Linked DNA regions of Sus scrofa: region 1 is linked to region 2. A link is a contact called in public HiChIP or PLAC-seq data. All regions are on one chromosome and are shown on one strand. Each heading gives the region's core, a stretch centred on a gene start, on an enhancer-like site or on the middle of the called end of the contact. The rest is flanking DNA. Distances are from core to core; before and after follow the strand shown.

Region 1 (5,435 bases), core at 2,090-4,589, 410 kb after region 2:
TGAGAAGATGCAAAGGTGAACATCTCATATCTTGAAAAAAGTGTGGGTTACACGAGTACATTCACTTGTGAAAAGTCACTTAATTGTACACTTGGGATTTACTCATTTCGATGTATGTAAATTTTACTTAAAAAATGTAAAGAAATCAAACCCTCGTTAGGTTTACTTTTGGCCATGCTATGAATCAGCAATTCTGAAATTACAATCTGTGTATTCTTGGGCATGAGGTAAACAGGAGCTACATTTCTAATCCTTGGGGAAAAAAACAGATACAGAAAAGGTGTTTTTTGCTTTGGAATTAAAGTAATCAGTTTAACTATACATCTAAGTCTAATACAGCTATATGTATGTCTCTGATATATTTCTAATATATATGTCTTTGAATTTATTTCTGTATATATATATATATATATGTAATATTATCTAATCGTATTTGCTGAAAGGGTCTAGTAACAATGAAACACCAGTAGGAATGAGCATATTTAGCACTCAGACCTTGGTTTCTCCCTCCCTCCCTCTCTTTTTAATTTTATGGCCACACCCATGGTACATGGAAGTTCCCAGGCCAGGGACTGAATCTGAGCCATAGCTGTGAACTTCGCCACAGTTGTGCCATTGCTGGACCCTTTAGCCCACTGTGCAGGGCTGGGGATTGAACCCACGCCTCCACAGCAATTCGAGCCACTGCAGTCAGATTCTCAACCCACTGTGCTACAGTGGGAACTCCAGATTTTGGTTTCTAAATACCATGATAATGGTATTCTAAATACTAATTGGTTCTAAATCACCACTAAAGGAACAAGGGATCCTTCAAAATGAGTTATTCCAGGGTTGGGGGCATGAAAAGTTGAAGATGAGCCTGGAACATCTTTTTGAGCCAAAATGTAAGGAAATGCCCAAAGAATCATGGGAATATGTTGAAAGGACTCAGAAGCCAACCTGACAGGGGCTTCCCCTGGCTCCACCTGGGACAATTTAAACATCAAAATAAATAATATCTATCATGTATTGTACTCCTCTGAATAAAATGTGAATCTATAGTGATACAAATAAATGAATAAATAAATAGAGGTAAAAGGAAACTGCTCCATTATAGGAGAATGCCAAAAAGGCAGAGGCAGAAAGTCATCAATGGATGCTAAAGGTAAAAGTGTGATTAAATGTAGGATAATTGCAGAGTTGCAAAGTATGCTCCCCAATTACTTATTATAAAGGAAAAAACAGTAAATTTAATGCACCCTGAAATCAATCAAGTGATCAAACCTAACGTCACTATATTGGTATAAACCAATATCCAATATCATGATCAGATTAGAATCCTTGGAGAAGAATATACCATTTCTCTGATATTCCTGTCCTAAATGCATAAACTGAGTCTAACCATGAGGAAACATGAAACAAACCCAAACTGAAAGACATTCTACAAAATAACTGGCCTGTAGTCTTTTAAAATGTTAGGCTCAAGAAACACAAAGAGAACCTACAGAAACATTCCAGAATAAAGGAAAATAAATAGATATGACATATATGCAGTGCATGATCTTGGCTTTGATCCTGGACTCGGGGGGAAAAAAAAAGTAAGGACATTTTGGGCAACAATTGATGAACTAGATGGTAGTAATGTTAATGCTTAATTTCCTGATTGTGTTACCTGAATTACTAGTAAGTGAATGTCTTCCCAGAAAATGCCCACTGGACTATTCTGGAGGAAAGGGGGCACCATACCTCCAAATTACTCTTAAATGGGAGGGAAGGAAGATGGAGGTGTGAGAGAGAGAGAAAGAGAGAGCACAAATAAGGCAAAAATGCAAACAAATGGATCAGATTGTAGGAGTTCCTTGGACTGTTCTGATAATTTTTCTATAAAACTGAAATATTACCAAAATAAAAAGTTCAACCCCAAAACAAAGGCACGCAAACAAACTTCTGGGTGTGGTCAGGAGCCAGGCAACAGTCTGACTAGCAGTTAAGAGGCCTTTGTTTACTGCTGGGGCAGAGCCAGCCCAAAGTATGGTGTTCCAGGGCTTGCAGAAGGGGAGGGTAGCCACCCTGTGGGGTAGGCTTAGTTGGCTGGAACTGGTATTGAATAAATTCTGTTAGTGACTATTCCACAAACTGGGGTGCAGTTCCTGGCATAGGCCGTTTTGTCCTTGTAGCAGAGAGGCCTTACAGCTGTTTCGTGTCAGATGATTCATAGATAACACAGAGCAAACAGAATCACTGGTAAATGTGTGAACTGTGCTCTTATTTCATTTCCTTTTTTAAAAATTTTTTATTGTAGTTGATTGACAATGTTCTGTCAATTTCTACTGTACAGCAAAGTGACCCAATTTCATATATATACTCTTTTTCTCATATTATCTTCCATCATGTTCTATCACAAGTGACTGGATATAGCTCCCTGTGCTATACAGCAGAATCTCATTGCTTATCTACTCCAAATGCAGTAGTTTGCACCTACTAACTGCTAACTCCAGGTCATCCTGCTTCCTTCCCCTTCCCCTTGGCGAGCACAAGTCTGTTCTCCAAGTCCATGAGTTTGTTTCTGTTCATTTCTTTTCATAAAACTATTGTTTAAGTTTTCTGATTTTTGTCACAGCCCACCAAGAGAAATGTGGTTACATTTTTCGCAAGGAGGCCCAAAATTTTAAAATCTGGTAAAAAAGCTTAAGGTAAAATCAGTTAAGGTTTCCCCATTTAGTAAGAGTAGTAATCAAGGCATAAGTTTTCCCTAAGCATTTCCTTGCCAAAGAGAAGCATACGTTTAAACATAATTCAGTAACATCTCTTCTGTGGCCATTGTCCCACACTTGGTCTTCTGCCACAGCTCTGAAGCACAGTGATTTCTCTTTCTCTGTCATCTCTTTTTTTGGCCAGAGATTCTGAGAATCTCTGAATTGCTAATTACATGATTTCCTAGGGTTCCTCCAGAAACTTAACAGATTTTCTTTTTTCCCCCAGAAAATTGAATGCCCCACAAATCAAAGACCAATAAGCCAAAAGTCAGGCTTCTTCACACACCCCCGAGGTGGATGTCGACTGCCTTTCCTCAGAGTAAGAGGCAACCACTCTGCCAGCTCCCTCAAAGTCGATCTCACTATGTAAGTTCTTCCTAACCCCTGACTTACGCCTCTCAGGCTGTGCTTGGGAAGGGCCAAGCATAACCGCTGTGCTGGGGAATGGAACAAAACAGAATTCACCTTCCCTTTCCCTCTGCCCGCCGTGGGGACTGTTTCTGACTCCCATCCTGGCTCTGGCGGCCTGGGCAGCACCTGGCCTACATTAGAGGGGGCGCTGCCCCTGGGAGGCTGGGAACAGAATTAGGTTTCCATAGCGTACTGGTTATCACGTTCTCCTTACACAGCTCATTAGAGTCAGGCTGAGTCATTAGGGTGTGGAGGCTGTTGGGTCACATTCTTGCAACATAACAAGCAGAGTCCTGGCAGAGAAAATACAGACTATGGAGTCTATAAAACTTTTTCAAGGCCAGCTCTCAAAAGCATGCACCAGGTCTGTGAGAGTGAAATAAAAACTGAGCAGAGCCGGTCAGAACTGCACGCATTAGATTAGCCCATGATTGACCTGAGATGGCAAAAGAAGAGGCCTCTGGAAAGACAAATACCTTGTGGAGTTTGGAGGCTCCAGCAGAGGGAGGGCATGAAATTCTACTTATAAAGAAGGCTGAAGTTTGAGGAGAGTCCTGATAAATCCCTTACCAGCCTCTGCTCTCCAGTTTACCTGCTTTTTTTTTTTTTTTTTTTTTTTTTGCTTTTCAGGGCCACACCCACGGTATATGGATGTTCCCAGGCTAGGGGCTGAATCAGAGCCACAGCTGCCAGCCTACACCACAGCCACAGCAACTCCAGATCCAAGCCAAGTCTGCAACCTATGCCACAGCCCACAACAACACCAGACCCTTAACTCACTGCGTAAGGCCAGAGATTGAACCTGCATCCTCATGGATACTAGTAGGATTCGTTTCGGCTGAGCCACAAGGGGAACTCAGCTTTAACTACTCTTGGTCTTGAACGCCTAGCCGGACAGAGTTTACCAAAGCAGAAGGAAGCCCTTCACACCCCAAGGATCAGGCAGAGAAGAGTGATTGGTACCTGAGATCTGTTTTCAGGGCATAATTGGTTCAAACCTCTGAAACCGTAAGATGAAAATCCAGTATATCTGAGCAGGTTTGCTGGGACCTGAAGGTTCACTAGACAAATCGAGGCAGACCTAACTTGTTTTCTTTGTAATTTAAAACCATTTCTTTCAGTGAAAAAAAAAAAAAAAAAGAACGAATACATATACATGTAAATTGACAGAACATTGTAAATCAACTATAATAAAAATTATTAAAAAAAAGCAAAGTATGAGGAGATGCCTTCTCACCTTTGGTTAGTTTTCTCCCACTTCCCAAGCTGGGCTAAGGAGAGACAAAAGAAAAGGAAGGGAAAGCCCAGGAAGACAAGAAGACTCCTCCCCTCCTTTCACAAATTTCTGTTCTTCTCCCATCCCGGTAGAGCCAGGCCTGGAAAGGGTGGTCATTTTCTGTGTGAAGAAAGCACCTCCACTTGTGCTGAACACTTCTGTCCAGGGCCTGTGTATAGTCCCACAAATGTCTCACTGGCAGCAAGCAGGTGCCAGGTATGGTTGCAAGTCCATCTTTGCCCCTGGAAAAACCAGTCAAAAGGCATGTCTTACTGAAGGTAATCAGACACCCTCTAAACCCAGACAACTTTACTGCATTATGAAATACAGAAGGGATGAAAACCAACATTTGTTCGAGGGAAGTTAAGTGTGCTGGACACTTGAGTTACATTCTTACTTAATCCCCCACCAACTATGAGGCAGATAGCATTATACCCATTTTACAGATGAGGAAACTGGGAATGTGTTTCTGACAAGGTACAAGCTGCAGGACCTTAGGTAACCAAAAGAGTTAGGATTTGAACCCAGGTTGGTACATACAGAGGCCTATGTGCTTTCCATGGGGGTCATCCATGCCGTGCTCGCCTTTCCCACTGGTTTGACCTCCAGCCATGTGGTTACTTCTGGTCACCCAGAGAGTTTTAAATCTCCCATGAGTTTTGAAGTTTGCCAGAAATGATGGCAAGGTCACTAGTGATTTGAACTCCATCTTTTAAATATATATGATTTAAATGTTATATTTTAAATACACTCATATTTAAAAAATTTTAAATATACATATATACATATATATATATATATATTTTTTTTTTTTTTTGGTCTTTCTGTCTTTTCTAGGGCCACACCCACAGCATGTGGAGGTTCCCAGGCTAGGGGTCTAATCAGAGTGTAGCCACCGGCCTACGCCAGAGCCACAGCAACACCAGATCTGAGCCATGTCTGTGACCTATACCACAGCTCACGGCAACACTGGATCCTTAACCCACTGAGTAAGGCCAGGGATCGAACCCACA
Region 2 (5,598 bases), core at 2,266-4,765:
GGCCTAAGTCTTCTCACAGTTTTCACGGCTTCCTTTGGTTTAGAATTCTAGACAGTGTGTCTGAGAAGGATGAGCAAGAGGCCATTGTCCACAGACATTGTAACTCTGGTCTCTGAGCTCCTGTCTCCTCCTGCAACATTCTCACAAATTCTCCTAACATAGTGTCCCCAGCCGGTCAGTGCTCCTGATTCTGGCTCAGCCACAGGCCTGTGTGTTTAATTTCACAGTGGAATGCCCAGAAGGAGAGAAATGGCCTTGGCCATTCTCGTTCCTGATGAGAGAATTTCATCCTTTGACCATGGCTTTTTTCCTACCTTTTCTCCTCTGACCCCACTGCCCCAGGGGACTTCAGACATTAAAAAGGAGCTCCCCTTCTCAAAACAATCTGAAAAGTCTTGTTCTGTCTGATGCCTCAACAGACCTACTAACCTGAAACCGAGTTTGGTGCACAAGGAAGAGGTGAAAATAAGCTGCCCTTTTCTGCTTACCTCTGCATGAACTCTTGGAGGTGGCGAGTAGCTCAAGAGATCCAGGAAGGGAGGTGTGCCTCTAACTCCCTCTGCAGGGCTGTGGGTGACGAGGACCAGGAGGTGGGTTTGGCTCTGTTCTTGGGTTGGTCACCCAACTCCACTTTGTGCCCTTAACTAGGTCCTTCTTTTCAGTTGTCGTAGCAGTTCATTTATGACCATGGATTTGAATACGCTGCCTTAACAAAATTGTCCGTCCTCTCCTCCGTCGAATACCTTAGACAAATATTTCAGGTTTCCTACCTAAGCGAGTGATACCTTTTACAATCAGCTTTTCCAACCTGGATATTTTGGGAATATGGGTGTGCTGTTCGTTGATGACAATATTTAGAGGCATCACAGGGCTCTCACTCACATTTCAGATCCCCATCTCTCAGGATGGAAAACTTGGTCTACAAGTTGTTGAGCAACTTCCTCATTATTTTAGAAAGTGTGGGCCCCAGTGACTTAATAGTCCAGACTCATTGCAAGACATAGTGAGGCTCCATGTTGTTGGAGGTGAAACTTGTTTACTGTGGCCCTTCCCAGACTTGTGAGGTTTATAACCCTGTTGTATGAAGTGGCTGTTGTTCAGGTGGGTCTGTTGGATCAAGCACAGACCATTCCTTTGTGATCTGGCCCATTTCTATCCCTCCCAGCACCCTCCTTGGTTCACTCTGTCTGGACCTTGCCAAGGATTTTGGTCCTGGAGTTTTTTTTTTTTTGGGTCTTTTGTCTTTTGAGGGCTGCACTTGTGGCGTATGGAGGTTCTCATGCTAGGGGTCCAATTGGAGCTGTTGCTGGCAGCCTACACCACAGCCACATCAACGCCAGATCCAAGCCACATCTGCAAGCTACACCACAGCTCACGGCAATGCCAGACCCTTAACCCACTGAGCGAGGCCAGGGATCCAATCCGCAACCTCATGGTTCCTAGTCGGATTCGTTTCCACTGTACCACAAAGGGACCTCCAGTCCTGGAGTTCTTTGGACCGCGGTGGGCTTCTTTTCAGGCTCTCGTTTCCAGTGCTGCTCACAGAGCAAGGCCTGGATGTAAGTGCAGTGTGTTTCTTTCCTCTGCAGTGTCAGCGTGAAGACTGCTAATTCATTATTTTGAAATATGATTGGAGAGCCATTTTGTGGTATGTGGGGTTTGTCCGTGGTGGTCTGGGAGTGCGAGAAGTGGCACCGAAGATTAGTGAGTGGGAAAACTTCCTGCTTTTGGAACATTTATAACCTCTCCTCGGAGGGGTTTTGAGTATAAAAAACTAGCCAAGTGTGGTTTGCAAGGATTTGTCTTGCATTTGTCAAGAGTAAGGTAACATTTTCTTCATCTCTAATTTATATGCCTCTTAGGAGACCCATTCCTGGGAGGTTTTATTAGAACATAATCACTATGGCCAAAAAAATTTGGACATAGAACAGTCCTAACACAACCCTATTGGCATTGGTTTTGCCTCTTACTTCAACAGATGTTTGCAAAAGAGTTGTATTAAATGCATTTAATTCTGCTGTCTCAGCCTAACAAATCTTTATCATGAAGATTACTTTAATTGGTGTCAGTTACAATCGAGAAAAGCACCCATTATGCTTTTGTTTTCTAGCACATGGGAAAGAGTGCCATCCTAAACAGAATATTGAGAAGAGGGAGGATTTTGAAAATTGAGCTAATCATTTTATTTTCCTCTTTTACATGTCCTTGTTTTTATTTGACATTAAAGCTAAAAGTAATCAGAATTCTGCAGAGGCAAACAGCAAAGAGGTGACTGACCAGTTTAGGGGTGACAGTTGGTACCTCCTGTTGCTTGTGGGTCACCTAATCCATCAGTCTTTATTTAAGAGAAATTTCTAGAAAGTTCCTATGATTTTGAGTAAGAAATCTTGAAGTCCGATAAACCACTATCTAGGGACAATTTTATATAGCCACTAAAAAATGATTAACAAGGAAATGATAATGCAAGGAAAGTGGAGACAACGCACTACCCTCAGGACGCTTATGTCCTGTTAGAGAAAGATGGAAATCAAGAGTCATACACAACGGGTCACACGATAAGTGCTATGGAGAAAGATAAAGCAGGATGGGGACGGGGGTTGGATAAGGGAGCGAAGGGTGATGTGGGCAGCTTAAAAATGTGGACAGAGAAGGTCTCACTAAGAAGGTAACATCAGAGTAAAGATAGAACCGAGCTGAACATGAGTCTGGGGCGGGGGGAGCATCCCACACAGAGGAGATAGCAGGTGCAAAGTTGGCAGGTGGGCCCATGTCCAGTGTGTAAGGGAACAGCGAGGGAGCCAGGATGGACTGACATGGATGAGAGGCAGAGGGTGGGGCTAGATCTCAGAGGGCCTGGTGGGCCCTTCCGTGGTTTTCACTCAGAGTGAGGTGGGGAACCATTGGAATGTTTGATCAGTGAAGTGACATGACTTATCTACTGATATAAAAAAAATCATTCTGGAGTTCCCCTTGTGGCTCAGTGGGTTAAGGACCCAGCATAGTCTCTGTGAGGATGTGGGTTAGATCCCTGGCCTTGTTCATTGGGTTAAAGGATCCAGCATTGCCGTGAGCTGTGATGTAGGTCTCAAACGCGGCTCTGATCCCATGCGGCTATGGCTGTGGCTGTGGCTGGCACCTGCAGCTCCGATTCGACCCCTAGCCTGGGAACTTCCATATGCCATAAAAAGAAAAAAAAAATCATCCTGCTTGTTCTGTTGAGAACAGTCTGTTTGTGGGGTGTGGGGGCGTGGAATGCAGAAGTATGATGAGAGATAGTCATATTTTGGATATATTTTAAAGATCCAGCACAGAGGATTTGCTGACAGACTAAATGTGGGATGTAAGAGAGCAGTCAAAGATATTCCATGGTTTCCACCTGAACTCCTGGGAAGATGGGAGAGCCATTTGCTGAACAGAAAGGAAGGCCAAAGTTGCAGATCTAGTGAGAGTGAGAGCAGGGCTTCTGTTTTGGACATGTTAACCGTTACTGGGGATACAAATGTGGGAGTTGTCTGCATACACATCAGGCCAGAGGTCAGAACTGGGGCAAGTGATTAGGGGAGCTGGCCTGTTCCATGTCCTCTCAGAGGAAGGGCAGGCAGCCTTGGACCTATGAGAGTTAGTCATAGCTAGGAGGAGGTCAGAAGCCTGAAGGTGAATCCCAACCCTAATTTGAGTTCTGGGCTGAGAGCTCAGGAATGACCAATTCACTGCTGGCTGGGACCTTCAGGAGCCCTTTTGGAGTGTCCAGGAAAAGAGTGACTAAAATGGAAAATCCCCATTGAGGAGATGACAAGATCACTTGGGAGTGGGAAGAGGTCATTGTAGGTGTCTTTTGGGGCCAGATGGATCTGGTTCTTGCCCTATGAGGGCAGTCAGGTGCCTATGAGTGACCAGCACCTAACCACCATCACACTCTCAAAGACATCTCTAGTGGTTATAATTGGCTCTGGGGTCACTACATAGATTCCTGCCTTTTCTAGTGAATTCAAAGGGCAGTAGCATTTCTGAGTGATTCTTTTTATTAAGTAACATGAAGCTCCTTGTACCAGTTAGCTATTGCTAAGTGATAAATTGCCCCCAAAACATAGTGGCTTCACATAATAACATTTATCTCACAGTGTTCTAAGGGTCAGGAATTTGGCCTAGTAGTTCTCACTAAGGGTCAGGAATTTGGCCTAGTAGTCAGGAATTTGGCCTAGTAGGGTCAGGAATTTGGCCTAGTAGTTCTCACTTAAGGTCTCTTGCAAGGTTGCCATCAAGATGTTGACTAGAGCTGGAAAACCCACTCCCAAGGAGGCTCACTCACGTGGCTGCCAGTTGGGGCTGGTTGTTAGCAGGAGGCCTGGGTTCCTCCCCATACAGGGTTCTCCCAGGGCTGCTCTAGTGTCTTTGTAATGGGGGTGGCTAGCCTCCACCAGAGGGAGTGAACCAAGAGGGCAGTGGAAGCTGCAGTGCCTTTTATGACCTAGCCTCAGAACACCTCTGCCACACTCTATTGGTCACATACATCTGTTCAGATTCAGAATTGGGGGAGCGTGCTCAAGGGCACGAAGACTAAGAGGCAAGGATCTGTGGGGACCATCTTGGAATCCAGCAATCACCCTCCTTGACTATAAGGAGAAGGTTTCTATCTTCTCAATCCTTTGTATCTGCTCAAAGCACCACTTGCAGCTGTGGTAACTCCATATTACCTGGGTCCCCCATCACAACTGGTCTTATCATACAGGGCTCCACCAAATTATGAGGATGCTTCCTTAGTCACCTCTAGCTTAAAAGGGTCCTTTGGGAGACAGTACCAAATGCAGGTGCCAACACAAGAATCTCTTTGTTTGCCCTGTTTGTACTTGCCATTTTTCCCCCTGACTTTTTAGGTGCCCAGTAAGCTCACATCCCTACCAAATGCATGGTGTGTGGTATTACCGTTGTCTACCCATCCCTGACTTGTTCAGAGATGCACTGCATTTGGAAGCCTCGTTACATGATGTATCTAGGATTGAGTTTGTAATGCAGATTCTTCCAGGGAGCATTTGACCATATAAGACCCACTGGTATTTCTGCCTGTTAGCGCACTTATTTAACCAGTACTTCTTGTATGTGTGCATTTAATTTCTAGCCATTTCTCGCATGAGCAAATTGCCTAAATACACTTGTGAGAAACCCTTTTATGGTAAATATTATTAAACTGAAAACAAGGGTGTAATAAAATAGCAATTTAGGCATAATTTACTAACAACTGGAACCCTTAAACATTGACATACTATTGTGTAATAATACCAGACTTGGTATTTAAACACATTCCTTGTCACTCCAAGAATCACTGGGACAGTTTCCTAATCTTCATGGTCTTTAATTAGAGATCTTCCAAGATTTTTTTTCTACTATTCTTATGTCACCGGTTTATAAATTATAAATCATTAGCTTTTACCCACTTAACACATCCAGCAAACTCTTATCTCTGCTCTTTATCCAGAGAAATAATAGAGAAGATATTGAAAGAAAGTAAGAGAGTTAGGTGGGCACCACTGACCCTTGTTGTTCTTAGACTTCCATTTTCCAGACGGTCTACTGAAAGGAATGATATGGGAGTGGATAATA

Evidence for each region. HiChIP or PLAC-seq counts read pairs in DNA pulled down with a chosen protein or histone mark.
Region 1: an H3K27ac HiChIP or PLAC-seq map of alveolar macrophages shows a contact between it and region 2. The contact joins two enhancer-like sites. A contact is called at or near these places in 1 of 47 Hi-C or Micro-C datasets (embryonic fibroblasts) and 1 of 2 datasets of contacts at active chromatin or transcription factors (alveolar macrophages).

Annotation. Positions count from the first base shown.
Region 1 is chr1:184,448,157-184,453,591 of Sscrofa11.1, forward strand. No RefSeq gene overlaps it. Among named protein-coding and RNA genes, the nearest start is that of LGALS3, 35 kb to the right of the region's middle. Within about 2 kb of position 3,340, at least 53 of the 83 cell types and tissues checked have an H3K27ac peak or open chromatin away from gene starts, as enhancers often do. A contact at or near this core is called in alveolar macrophages, where this site is marked.
Region 2 is chr1:184,036,681-184,042,278 of Sscrofa11.1, forward strand. The region is part of intron 2 of SAMD4A (protein Smaug homolog 1); the gene reads left to right. Among named protein-coding and RNA genes, the nearest start is that of SAMD4A, 120 kb to the left of the region's middle. Within about 2 kb of position 3,516, at least 3 of the 83 cell types and tissues checked have an H3K27ac peak or open chromatin away from gene starts, as enhancers often do. A contact at or near this core is called in alveolar macrophages, where this site is marked.